Linked DNA regions of Hordeum vulgare: region 1 is linked to region 2. The links are chromatin contacts, called in public Hi-C maps. All regions are on one chromosome and are shown on one strand. Each heading gives the region's core, a stretch centred on a gene start, on an enhancer-like site or on the middle of the called end of the contact. The rest is flanking DNA. Distances are from core to core; before and after follow the strand shown.

What was found. A called contact is a pair of places that touch in the nucleus more often than the background predicts.
Region 1: a contact with region 2 is called in a Hi-C map of seedling, with 4 times the contacts expected there. The contact joins the promoter of LOC123407041 here to the promoter of LOC123407370 in region 2. A contact is called at or near these places in 3 of 6 Hi-C or Micro-C datasets (leaf and seedling).

Annotation. Positions count from the first base shown.
Region 1 is chr7H:373,673,763-373,679,572 of MorexV3_pseudomolecules_assembly, reverse strand. It overlaps LOC123407041 (protein NTM1-like 9), which reads left to right and starts at 3,604. Exons shown (of 7, transcript XM_045100077.1): 1 at 3,604-3,983; 2 at 4,548-4,834; 3 at 5,141-5,470; 4 at 5,576-5,810. The coding sequence starts at 3,815.
Region 2 is chr7H:373,445,252-373,450,651 of MorexV3_pseudomolecules_assembly, reverse strand. It overlaps LOC123407370 (stomatin-like protein 2, mitochondrial), which reads left to right and starts at 2,074. Exons shown (of 9, transcript XM_045100485.1): 1 at 2,074-2,264; 2 at 2,343-2,589; 3 at 4,163-4,312; 4 at 5,196-5,253. The coding sequence starts at 2,149.

The DNA of each region.
Region 1 (5,810 bases), core at 2,355-4,854, 230 kb before region 2:
GTCATAGATCTGGTGTGTGAACTTTTCCACCTTGCACCCATTGTATGGCACCACCATGAGTGTGAACTTCTGCAATTTCGTTTTATGGAGACCACACCACTCTTCGCCATCCAACGTAGCAGTAGAACCACCGGAGCAAGCTACCACCGGGGCTCCAAGCCAACACCGCAGTATCCCGCCAAACCTTCCTCAAGCCTCCTTCATTCCCTTCTTCCTCCTGGCTCTATCTAACTCGCTGGCTGCAGGAAAGAGAGGTGTTGCCGCTGTGCACCTCATCTCCCCCTTCGTGCGCAGGAGACGGGTACCGCCATGACATCCTCAACGCTCCTCGCGCCCTCTCCTTCTTCCTGCCTCTCACCCTAAGCTCTGTTTCTCGCACAAGTGCAACGCCATCGTAGACATGGAGAGACCGCGTCGGAGCTCTCCATCTCGCTCAGAACCGGCGAGGAACGACACCGCCATGAACTTGGAGTTCAAGCCCCGCCGCAAGACCTCCTCCCACGCCTTCTAGATTGCCTCCACGTTGTCCCCGCAATAGGATCCGACCCCTGCCATGCCTCCTCGATCGGATCTGGACGGATATCGGCGCCGCCACGCCGCCTGGCTTCTGCATCGCGGCCAACCTCCACCTCCAGCTCGCTGCAGAGCCTCCAGCTCGAAGCCAAACCGCTCCAGCGTGCCTGAGACCCCACCGCCATCGGATCCGCGCGGAGGCTTTGCCCGAAGGACGCAAACGGTGCGCGGCGAGGGGAGGAGGAGAAGGAGGGAGGGGCGGACGCGATATGCGTCGGAGTGACAGCTGCCCAAGGGCTTTTTTGACAAAACGAAACATTTTTTTCCACTTAATAAAGGGCCACGGGTTGATTTTGAAAAAATAGAGGGACTTTTCTGAAAAACACCACGACGTACGACCAGAACAATATTTGCTTTATTACTAGGTAGAGATTAGATAGAGGTAGATAGGTAGATGACATACTAGTAGTAGAAGGGCTCGTCCGTTTCCACCTTTGTTCTTTCTCTCTCTTGTCTCTACCTTTTTATCGTCACTAGCAAAAGGCCCGTGCGTTGCAACGGGAGAAAGAAATACCACACGCTCTTAATTTATAAAAAATGGTCTATAATCCGAGAATTTGTAGTTACGACACAAACAAAAATGGTTTTATCCTACAAAAGTGCAGTTCAAAATTTCACAGGCCTTCTATTTTAACACGGCTTGCATGCAGATTTAATACGTACAAAGAATCGGGCAAGTGACTTCAGTTTTATCTCTAATCCTGATTTTGTTGACATGTTCATCCCTAATCCGGATGAGTACCGGTATGAAAGAAAGACGAATAATGACTTACTACCTCCGTTCCTAAATATAAGACCTTTTAGAGATTACACTATAGACTATATACGGATGTATATAGACATATTTTAGAGTATAGATTCACTCATTTTGCTCCGTATATAGTCTATAGTGTAATCTCTAGAAGGTCTTATATTCAGGAACGGAGGGAGTATTTATTAAGATTGCATCCTAGAGTATTTTTATTAAATGTTTAACAGGTAAAATAACATCATATTTAAATTATACACATTTTCTAATCAAATTTCATATATAATATGTTAAATTTAGAGTTACGGTTTAGAAGATATGAGTATTTTAAAAACATTTAAAATATACTATGGGTTAATATTAAAAATAACATGACGGACTAAGAATACCTATTTTCTTTAGGAAGGTATAGGAAAAGGGTTCGTGCGTTGCAACGGGAGAAAACAGTAATGACCATGTAAAATGATACCGAGTTTAAGTAGGATCAGAGTTGAAATAGCGTCCACCTCCAATTCCTGTACCATGGGTTCGGTTGGCACACCTTTGCACTATTCCGGCTCCACCTACCATCACCTTGCCCTTTTGAGTCGAGACGCGCCTCACTCACGGCTATCTCACCCGAGCTCTTTTCTTGCCTCCCCCGGGCCCTTCATTGTGCATCCTTGGTGCCTTTCATCTTCAACCACGGTTTTATGTAAACACATGTAGACATTTTAGAATATAAGATGCATCAGTTTAATTCAAGTCAAACATATTTCCGCATTCTTGCTGATATCCGTATTGTGCTAATTTGCTTGATTTAGTGAAGTCCGAACATGTTTTCTTAGATATGAACATGTAATAAAATACTCCCTTCGTCCCAAAATAATTGTCTTAACTTTGTATTAGCTTTAATATAAAGTTATACTAAGGTTAAGACACTTATTTTAAAACGGAGGGAGTAGTACTAAAAGATTATGTATGTACATTGTACGCAAGTATTGCTTGAAAGTTTTATCATTGTATGAAGAAAACGAAATGGAAATAGCTAATCATGCCTCTATCGGTAAGGAGAAGCAAAATACATAACGCTAGTTTTATTTAGTTCCTAACTTACGCCTTGCCCTAATCACTTTCAGGTTGTTGCCGGCGTGCCGGCGCCTCCCGTCGTGACCGGCGAGCTTTCTTTCTTTCTGTGCACTCACTTCATGCTATCTTTCAATCAATCAAATCAATATCTCAGCTGATTAGCCATTGGGTCATCCCATCTCTCTGTTTACGTTTACATTGATCAAGCAAAGGACAAATTAGATGCCACTCAAGGGCTGATGAAGGATCAGGCTGCTGTTGCATCTCGTCTCCATAGACCAAAATAGAGGAAAGGGCAGCACATGGGACATGAGCCACACCGAAGCCATGGCTTAGATAGCCACGCACATACTGATGTAGCGATTAGCCAGTTGTGCCCTTGGTCAGCCGTCGCCACAACTCTGATCCAGATCGCCACGGCTCCGATCCAAATCGCCAACGCTGCTGCACCGCGCCCTAGCACAACCACACCCTAGCCCAGGAGCATCGCCGGCAGCGACATCCGGTGCCATAGGGCCCCGCCCTCGCCGAGGAACAACGCCAGCAGCCACATCCGGCGACATCAGGCCGCGCCCTCGTAGAGGAACATCGCCGGCAGCGACATCCGGCTCCACTGGCTCGCCCCTTCTCGGAGGAGCATCACCGACAGCGACATCCGGCGTCAACGGGCCGCGCCCTAGACGCCTCCGATCGGGCCGCGCCCTGGGCCTCGGGCGGCGGCAAATCGCGCGCGAAGGTCTCGGACAGCGCGGGAAGAAGGGCGCCACGAAGACGAGGCCGGTCGGGGTGCACGGGGGATGGGACGACAGACGATGGCAATGGCGGAGGAAGCGGGACGACGGAGGATCCAGATGAGGGTGATATGCGCCCCCTCCTCTGGACGGCAATGGATAAGCCGGGGAGGGGGTTATTAAATATAAACGAAACATTTTTTTTATAACTTAAAAACGTACAACGGGTTGAATATTGGAAAAGCGAGGGTGTTTTTGCAAAAAAGCCAGGCTTTATTATCAGGGGAGATATATATATAGATAGCTTTGTACGTGTTTTTTTGGGGCTTTGCTTTGCGGTTGCCATCGCTTTCTCTTTGCTTTAATTTCGAGGATCACTCGACAGTGGGCGGCGTGGTCCGGCGGCAGTGGCCGAACCGTAATACGATGGTCATCAACAGGGTAAACTCGGACGAGGGGGTATATACAGAGCAAATTCCGGACACGGTAAAGGAAGTCACGCGGCACTCGCTTTCTTCTCCCACACGTCTCCTCCCCGCGTCCTCCCCCTAAAAATCCCCAAATCCGACCAAACCCTAGGCAAAATCCACTCCCCTCCGCTTCCTTCGCTGCTAAGTATATCCCCTGGGCTCCGAATCTCCTACCGGGTTGGGTCTTGTAGTCGTTGGATGAGAGCTTGGGACAGTGGAGGAGGATGACGGTGATGGAGCTCAAGGCGCTACCGCTCGGTTTCCGGTTCCACCCCACCGACGAGGAGCTCGTCAGGCACTACCTCAAGGGGAAGATCACGGGGCAGATCAAGAACGAGGTCGAGGTGATCCCGGAGATCGACGTCTGCAAGTGCGAGCCGTGGGACCTCCCAGGTACTGCTTCTCCTGCCGCCTCTTGTGTGTGGGGATGTTTTGGTCTTGGGAGCTTGGATGATCGTCTCGTATGGGGTTGGACTCGGGGGCTACTGGCTATTTTTGGGTCTTTTGTTTTGCGGTTTCTGATTTTGGTCGCTGCGAATCGTGCCTAATTTGGGTTCTTGAGTTTGATTTCCCCCCATTTTGAACGCGTTGCTGTTCATATAACCACTCCAGCAAGTCTGTTGTTGCGTTTCTCCGTCGGTGCGTTCGGTTTGCGGGATTCTGATCCCTAGGACAACAAACATTTTTTTTAGCTCGTTGGATTCACTGGTTGATTCTCGCGGTTTGCATCGTGCTGTTTGGAGGCTGCAAAATTCAGTAAAAAAGGTCTTCGGGGTGCTGATATTTGATACGATTCCCTTGATGTCTGCTATATTTCTCTAGTATACCCTCTTTCCGAGATGCGATTTGGTGCGATGCTGCTGGAACTATTGGGCATGGTGCTATTTAGTAATTTGAATGTCATACCTTTGGATCAAGATTCCATTTCTTCTGACGCGGGTATTGTGGTGCTTGCAGATAAAGCTTTGATCCGCTCGGAGGATCCAGAGTGGTTCTTCTTTGCACCCAAGGACCGCAAATATCCCAATGGAAGCAGGTCAAACAGGGCGACGGAGGCCGGGTACTGGAAGGCTACCGGGAAGGACAGGGTCATCAAGTCCAAGGGCGAGAAGAAAAAGCAGCATATGATTGGCATGAAGAAGACCCTTGTGTTCCACCGAGGACGTGCTCCAAAAGGGGAGCGCACTGGTTGGATTATGCACGAGTACCGCACCACCGAGCCAGAGTTTGAGTCTGGCGAGCAGGTCTGGGCCTCTATCTGTTTCTTTTTCTGTTTTTTTGTGGCGGTGCTGTTAGATTCTGTTCACAGTTCGGTCCTAAGTATGTTCTTAGATATAACAGGCTCATCGACGAACATCCTGGGAAACCTACCAGTTTGATTTTAGCCTATAAAATGAAGTAATAACATAATCAACACAGTACAGATCCGATTGTCTGCACGCTTTAGTAGTCAAAAATGAATAAACATTTTCTTTTTGCCCCTGTATTGGAAATAGTTTCTACTACCTCAATTGTCTGATACTTCTGCTTTGATATTTGTGTACTTTCAGGGTGGCTATGTTCTGTACCGCCTATTTCAAAAGCAAGTGGAGAAAACTGAGCGCTCCATTCCGGAGGAAATGGATAGAAGTGGCTACTCTCCCACTCCATCTCGTTCTACTCCTGACAATATGGAAGCAAACGAGGAAGCTATCACACTCATAAATAAGGAATCTCCTGAATCTGGTCTGCATGGATGTCCAATTGAGTTGCCATGTACAATTGAAACTCTGGGCGCCCCGGTTACAAGGTGGCTTGCAGACCGAAATGGCAATCCCGGGACAGATGAAGCAAACGATGTAGGCATGCCTTTTCATCGTGGTGTCGATGAAAGTCCCAAGGTGAGCAGAACTGTGTACCTCTATATCATGCAATATTTAACTGTACAGTCTCTCAAAGTGAGTTCAGGTCCTGAAGTCCTCATAATGATTTATGATGTATAATAGCAGGCCGATCTGTCAGTTGGCTCTCTGGCTCACCTAATTGATTCACAGACGAAAAATCTCGGTTCTCATGAGTTTGCCACCGTTTCTGCCCCCATGTTACCGGATGACCATTTGGACAATCTTCTACTTCATTTAACTCATAATTCGGTGGAAGATTTCTTGAATGAAACAATTGCTGATCCAGACGAGCTTTCGTCAACTGCATGTAAAGTTCAGTACGATTCAGACAATGGGA
Region 2 (5,400 bases), core at 825-3,324:
ATCTAGGATGAGTTCCAGGGCGTCAACCTGGGATAGCAAGGATGGACATCGTTTGTTTTCGTCCGTAGACGGACCCTGTTCTTCTTCTTGATGATTGTATGTATTGTACTGATGTGACTCTGATGTAGCTTGTGGCGAGTGTAAGCCAACTCCTTATACTCATCTTTTCAGTACATGTACTTGTAACGATATCCATTCTTGTGAAACGACGAGATGCGTTTCTATCCCTGTCGAGGCCCTCATGCCAAAATAAGGATAGGACCGCATCTTGGGCGTGACAACCGCGATCCCAAGCATGCAGGGGGATACCTTCGATCTCGACCATCACCTTGAACCTCATAATCACGTGCACCGCCTGCGATTGCCTTTCCGTTGGCGGAAGAACAGACGAACGCCCTGGAACTCCACCATCGGATTCTGCCCTAGTCTGTTCCCGTGATCCTGTCGCGCGAACACCGCCAGGAAAATCTCGGGCCTGTAGGAACGCACCGAGACCCAATTAACACAGATGTTCAGCTTTTCTTACAGTCCTTGCAGCACGAACCGCGACAACACATCGCACCGGGCGCCGCCGAGGTACGCAACCATGGCGTGCTGGAGCTGCCGCTCCAGGTCAGCCATGGCATCCGTGCACCGAATGACGCAGAGCTCGGATGCCTTCATCTCCGTGTCAACCTCCACGTACAGCCTAGGGGCCGAGAGCGGGGGCTAGACCGGTGTAGTCATCGCCGCAGCGGGGGGGGGGGGGGGGGGCGCTGGAGGGGGGAACGAATGTGCCGATAAGCCGTGGGACCCCTGACCGCGCCAATCGAGCCCGACCACCTGTCCACCTTTGCAACATCCTCGCGCTGTAGCTCCTCTTTCGGCGCCGGGCTTCGCGGCCTCTTGCAGTCCTTGGCTTCATAACGAGGCATGCTGCAACGTAAGCACACGATGTCGTTCGTGAAGTCGCTCCGCTAGTGCCCCTTCTCCAGGCATCTGAAGCACTTGTCACACGTCTCGGGGTCGACTTCCTTGCGGGTCAGGGGAGTGAGGCGAGAGGCCGACGCAATCTCCGGCTGACCGACGCCATGCCTGCGCTTCCAAAGAGTCTTCCTGAACGGTGGAGCTTCTTGCCACGGCGCAAGACGTCGGCAGTATACATCCTCTGCGCCCGGGGCTTGGGGCACCCCCGGTGAAGCGTCGGCCGCCGACTTCTCTGACGTCGAGGAGATACCCAAGCCGGAAACGACTGGCCGCTCCCGTCGAGGGAAGGTGGAGTTCACAGATCTCGAGCTTGACGACATGATCGACCAAGGGGAGGGAGACGTGGCGAGGAAGGGGGGAGAGGGAGGCGCCGTAGCCGGAGATGCGGGCGCCGGGGCGGGTGGTGGCCACCGTGGCCGGAGTGGCCAACGACGGGAGGGGTGGACGCCGAGGTCGGAGTGACGCACGGCGGGAGCGTGCTGAAGTTCTCTCTTGGGGTAGTCCGTGAGGAGAGGGTTTTTGGTTCACATGAGGAAGAGTTATTTTTTTTATCAGTGTGATATGAATTGAGGCCCTGTTTGGGACCGCTCCGCTCCATCAAAAGCAGCTCCACTCCATCAGATCCACTTTGGAGCAGTTTCATACGAAAGTTGTAGCTTTTTCAAAGAGAACGTTTGGCTTTTATCCAACTCCAGCTTCACTAATGGAAACTTTGGTGGAAATGATCTATTTGATTGGATGAGAGGGGAGAAACGAAGGGGTATCCACTTACGGGTGACAGTGGTGGGTAATTTCGCTCAAACTCCAGCTTCTACAATTTTATGAAGCACCTCCTAGAGAGCTTCATAAAAAACATGAAGTTGGACCCTAGATTCTAGTTTTTTTTGAAGCTGTATATCGTGAAGCTACCCCGTTTGGCTTATATTTTCTAGAGCGGAGCTGAATTTTCTGGAGTAGAGCAGTCCCAAACAGGCCCGAATGTCACAAATGTTATACCATTGGTCCAAAAGAATAATATTTGAAGTTTTTATTGGTATTATTTTTGTGATAGAAAAAAATAGGAAAAATAAATAGAAAAGAGTATCGACTTGCCTAAATCACCGGAGGAAAACCTCACACTTCCTTCCGTCTACCCGAGTCGCCCGAAAAGCCCACCAGTTTCTTCCCTTCCGATTTCGCACGATGGCGACTCTCCTCCGCCGATCCGCCGCCCCCGCGCGGCAGCTTCTCCTCCTTCCCCGCCAGCTCGGCGCCGCCCGCTCCATGTCCCGCTACTACGCCCGTGACGAGGTTTCACGGTAACGCTTAAATCCCTAACTCTTCCGTCCGCGTTCCGGAACCTTCTAGCGGCCTGACGTTTCGCCGTGTGGTATCAGGTTCGACGCGCTGAGCACGCCGGTGAACTGGGGCGTGAGCATCGTACCGGAGAAGAAGGCCTTCGTGATTGAGCGCTTCGGCAAGTACCTCAAGACGCTCGACTCCGGGATCCACGGGCTCGTCCCCCTCGTCGACCGCATCGCCTACGTGCACTCTCTCAAGGAGGAAGCCATCCCCATCCCCGACCAGTCTGCTATCACCAAGGATAACGTGGTCATCCAGATCGACGGCGTCCTTTACGTCAAGGTATACCTCGTTCTCGCCTTGCCTCTTTGGTCCTCACTAGCGAGGCTGCATTTCTGCTGTTACTTCTAGGGGTCTGGTGCTTTTCCGGTCGTCTAGGGGAGTGATGGATGAATGCTGCGTGTTTCGGGACAAGTTTCGTGTGATATGTTGTCATGAGCCACCATCACATTGAATTAGGGCATATCATCTGGTCTTAGAAATGCGCCTCAACGATGGATTTTTATAGCTTCAAGTTCATGCTGTATTGCTGCTGTTGGTGGTGGTTTGATACTCCAATCCGGAAGTTCTGTTGCACTGAAAATTACTCTGGAGAACCAAGTTGGGAGGGTGAAGACGTGTAGATAATACTCATTTGGAGTTTAGGACAATTTCATCTGGTTGTTAAACTGATTTCGTGTGTGATGCCTATACTTGTAAATTATGGGAGCACATTTTCTAGGTTCCTCCTCTTGTGGCCACTTCCTGAGCAAACTAAAGATTTCTGTTCACCTTAGTTATCCACTTCTGAAACATTCACAGAGTCAGCTCGCCTTGTATTAGGACAGAAAAGATATCCTATAGTTGGTATTTTTTTTCCGGTATTTATCAGCATGGGATATTGGGGTTTATTGTGGTACTGCATGTTCAGTTGGTGCAGGTTGCTCTACTTCTGTGGGGATAATGGGGTTTATTGTGGCACTGCTGCACTGGGTGTCCAGTTGGTATAGGTTGCTCTACTTCTGTAGGACTTGAGGATGGGTATAGCATGCTCCTTCTGATTGCATTGAGCTGTAGATGTCATGGCCTATGTTTAATGTGATCAATGCATGGGCTCACTTTGAACAGCTGTAGCTTTAGCAAACCTAAGGTGATGCACGGCCTCATCCTGTAATCCCCTGTCAGTTACATGATATCAACCAATGTTGTTCCATACTTCTAGTTTTGACTGGGATGTTGGCACTTGTATCATTCTTCCATACCTTGTCTGCTGTCCATGTTAATCTGGCTTATGTGCATCTGTGTAGTTGCTGAGGGTCCATAATGAACAAGGCTCTGGACTTGTGGTGCACAAATGTGTTAGGGTCTGACCTAGGGCCACAGCAGTAACAATTGACTTTAAAAGCAAGTGCGTAGATATGCTGCTGTTCAAATTTCTTTGGCAGAGGGTGCATACATTTGTAATAATAATCGACTTAGGTACTCTCTTGGTAATTTGTAGGTCCATTGTTCAGCATTTCACATGGTTTGGGGTATATCCTGTTTAGATTGTTTGGGGATATGGAGGTAAAGCTCCATTGCAAGGAGTTGTATTTGTACATGTGCTGCTCACTTCCTTGTCATGTAATCTTCACAGGCTTCATGGGACCACACTTAGTTTTTTTTATTCAATGCTGTTGAAATGGTTCAAGGTGGATGGCTGCTGTGATGAATGGCATAATTGGTAGTTAGATTTGTATTTCTGGGGTATGTATATGTTTTGTTTGATCGTAAAAGTTAAGCAAGGTTGCTTTATCTGTCTTGAGGATATCTGACACTTTCAGATAATTTGGTCACAGTTGATTAGTTCTTATCTTTCTGTTTTCCAACTTTGCAGATTGTTGATCCCTACCGTGCTTCATATGGCGTGGAGAATCCCATTTTTGCAGTCATTCAACTTGCGCAGACAACTATGAGAAGTGAGCTTGGAAAGATAACTTTGGACAAGACTTTTGAAGAGAGAGACACATTGAATGAGAAGATTGTGGTATGACATTTTGTTTGCATCTGAACTACTTGTTTTTCTTTCTATATCAAGGCAACTGTTGCAGAAAACAACACCTACAAGTTATTACAAGTAATTAAAGTAATGGGAAGTGTTCTTATGTTAACTGTAATACTATGGTCTGTACATCATCTATGTACCAAGGAATCCTTGTTCATTATAATAACTTCCTTTTTCTTAGTTAATTTGCATATACATAAATTAGACTAGTAAAAATAACAAGAATGCTCATTATGAACCTGTACAGTGGAAAGAGCATAAACAGATATACCAAGAAATCCTTGTTCATACTATGGTTTGTACATCATCTATATACCAAGAAATCCTTGTTCTCATCTCATTTATTCAGAATCGCTAGAGTTTGTTAAGTGTGGTTGTTTACATTGCACTGCTGGTAAAATAAATGTTTGTTTATGTATTAAATAATTTTTGCAAGAACGAGGAATTAACTTACAAATATAAACATGGAATATAAAGAGCAGTTGCAAAAACAGCAGGCGTCTTCACTTTGGACAGTAACATTAAATGTGAAAGCCTGAAAGGTAAAATAACTTTATTGCATCTGAGTTTTCGGCAACAACATCCTAGTTTCTATATATAAAGCTCCTCTCTGAAGAATAATTGTACAATTCCGTTGAAGATTGATTGCCTCCTTATGTGGATCACTGTCACTAGATGTTTGTCATGAAGTAGCTGTATCTTAAAATCATGCCCCTTTTAACTAGCATCCTTAACCAAGATGCAACTTAATCTTACAAAGTCATGTGCTCTTTTTCCTCTAATGTAGCGGGCTTCACTATTTCCATCTCCTTATCATACTTCAGCACAGTTATACATGGTACCTTCTGAAATTCTTTTTTCACAGAGGTCCATAAATGAGGCTGCGACAGACTGGGGCTTGAAGTGTCTTCGTTACGAGATCAGTATGTTTTTTCTGTTTTTGATATTACAGTTATATCTGTTAAATTTCTGGTGTTTCTAAACCAATTCTGCATAGGACTTCCCTCTGAGATCAGTACATTTTTCTGTTTTTTGACCTGTTAGATTTATATATCTGTTAAATTTCTGAT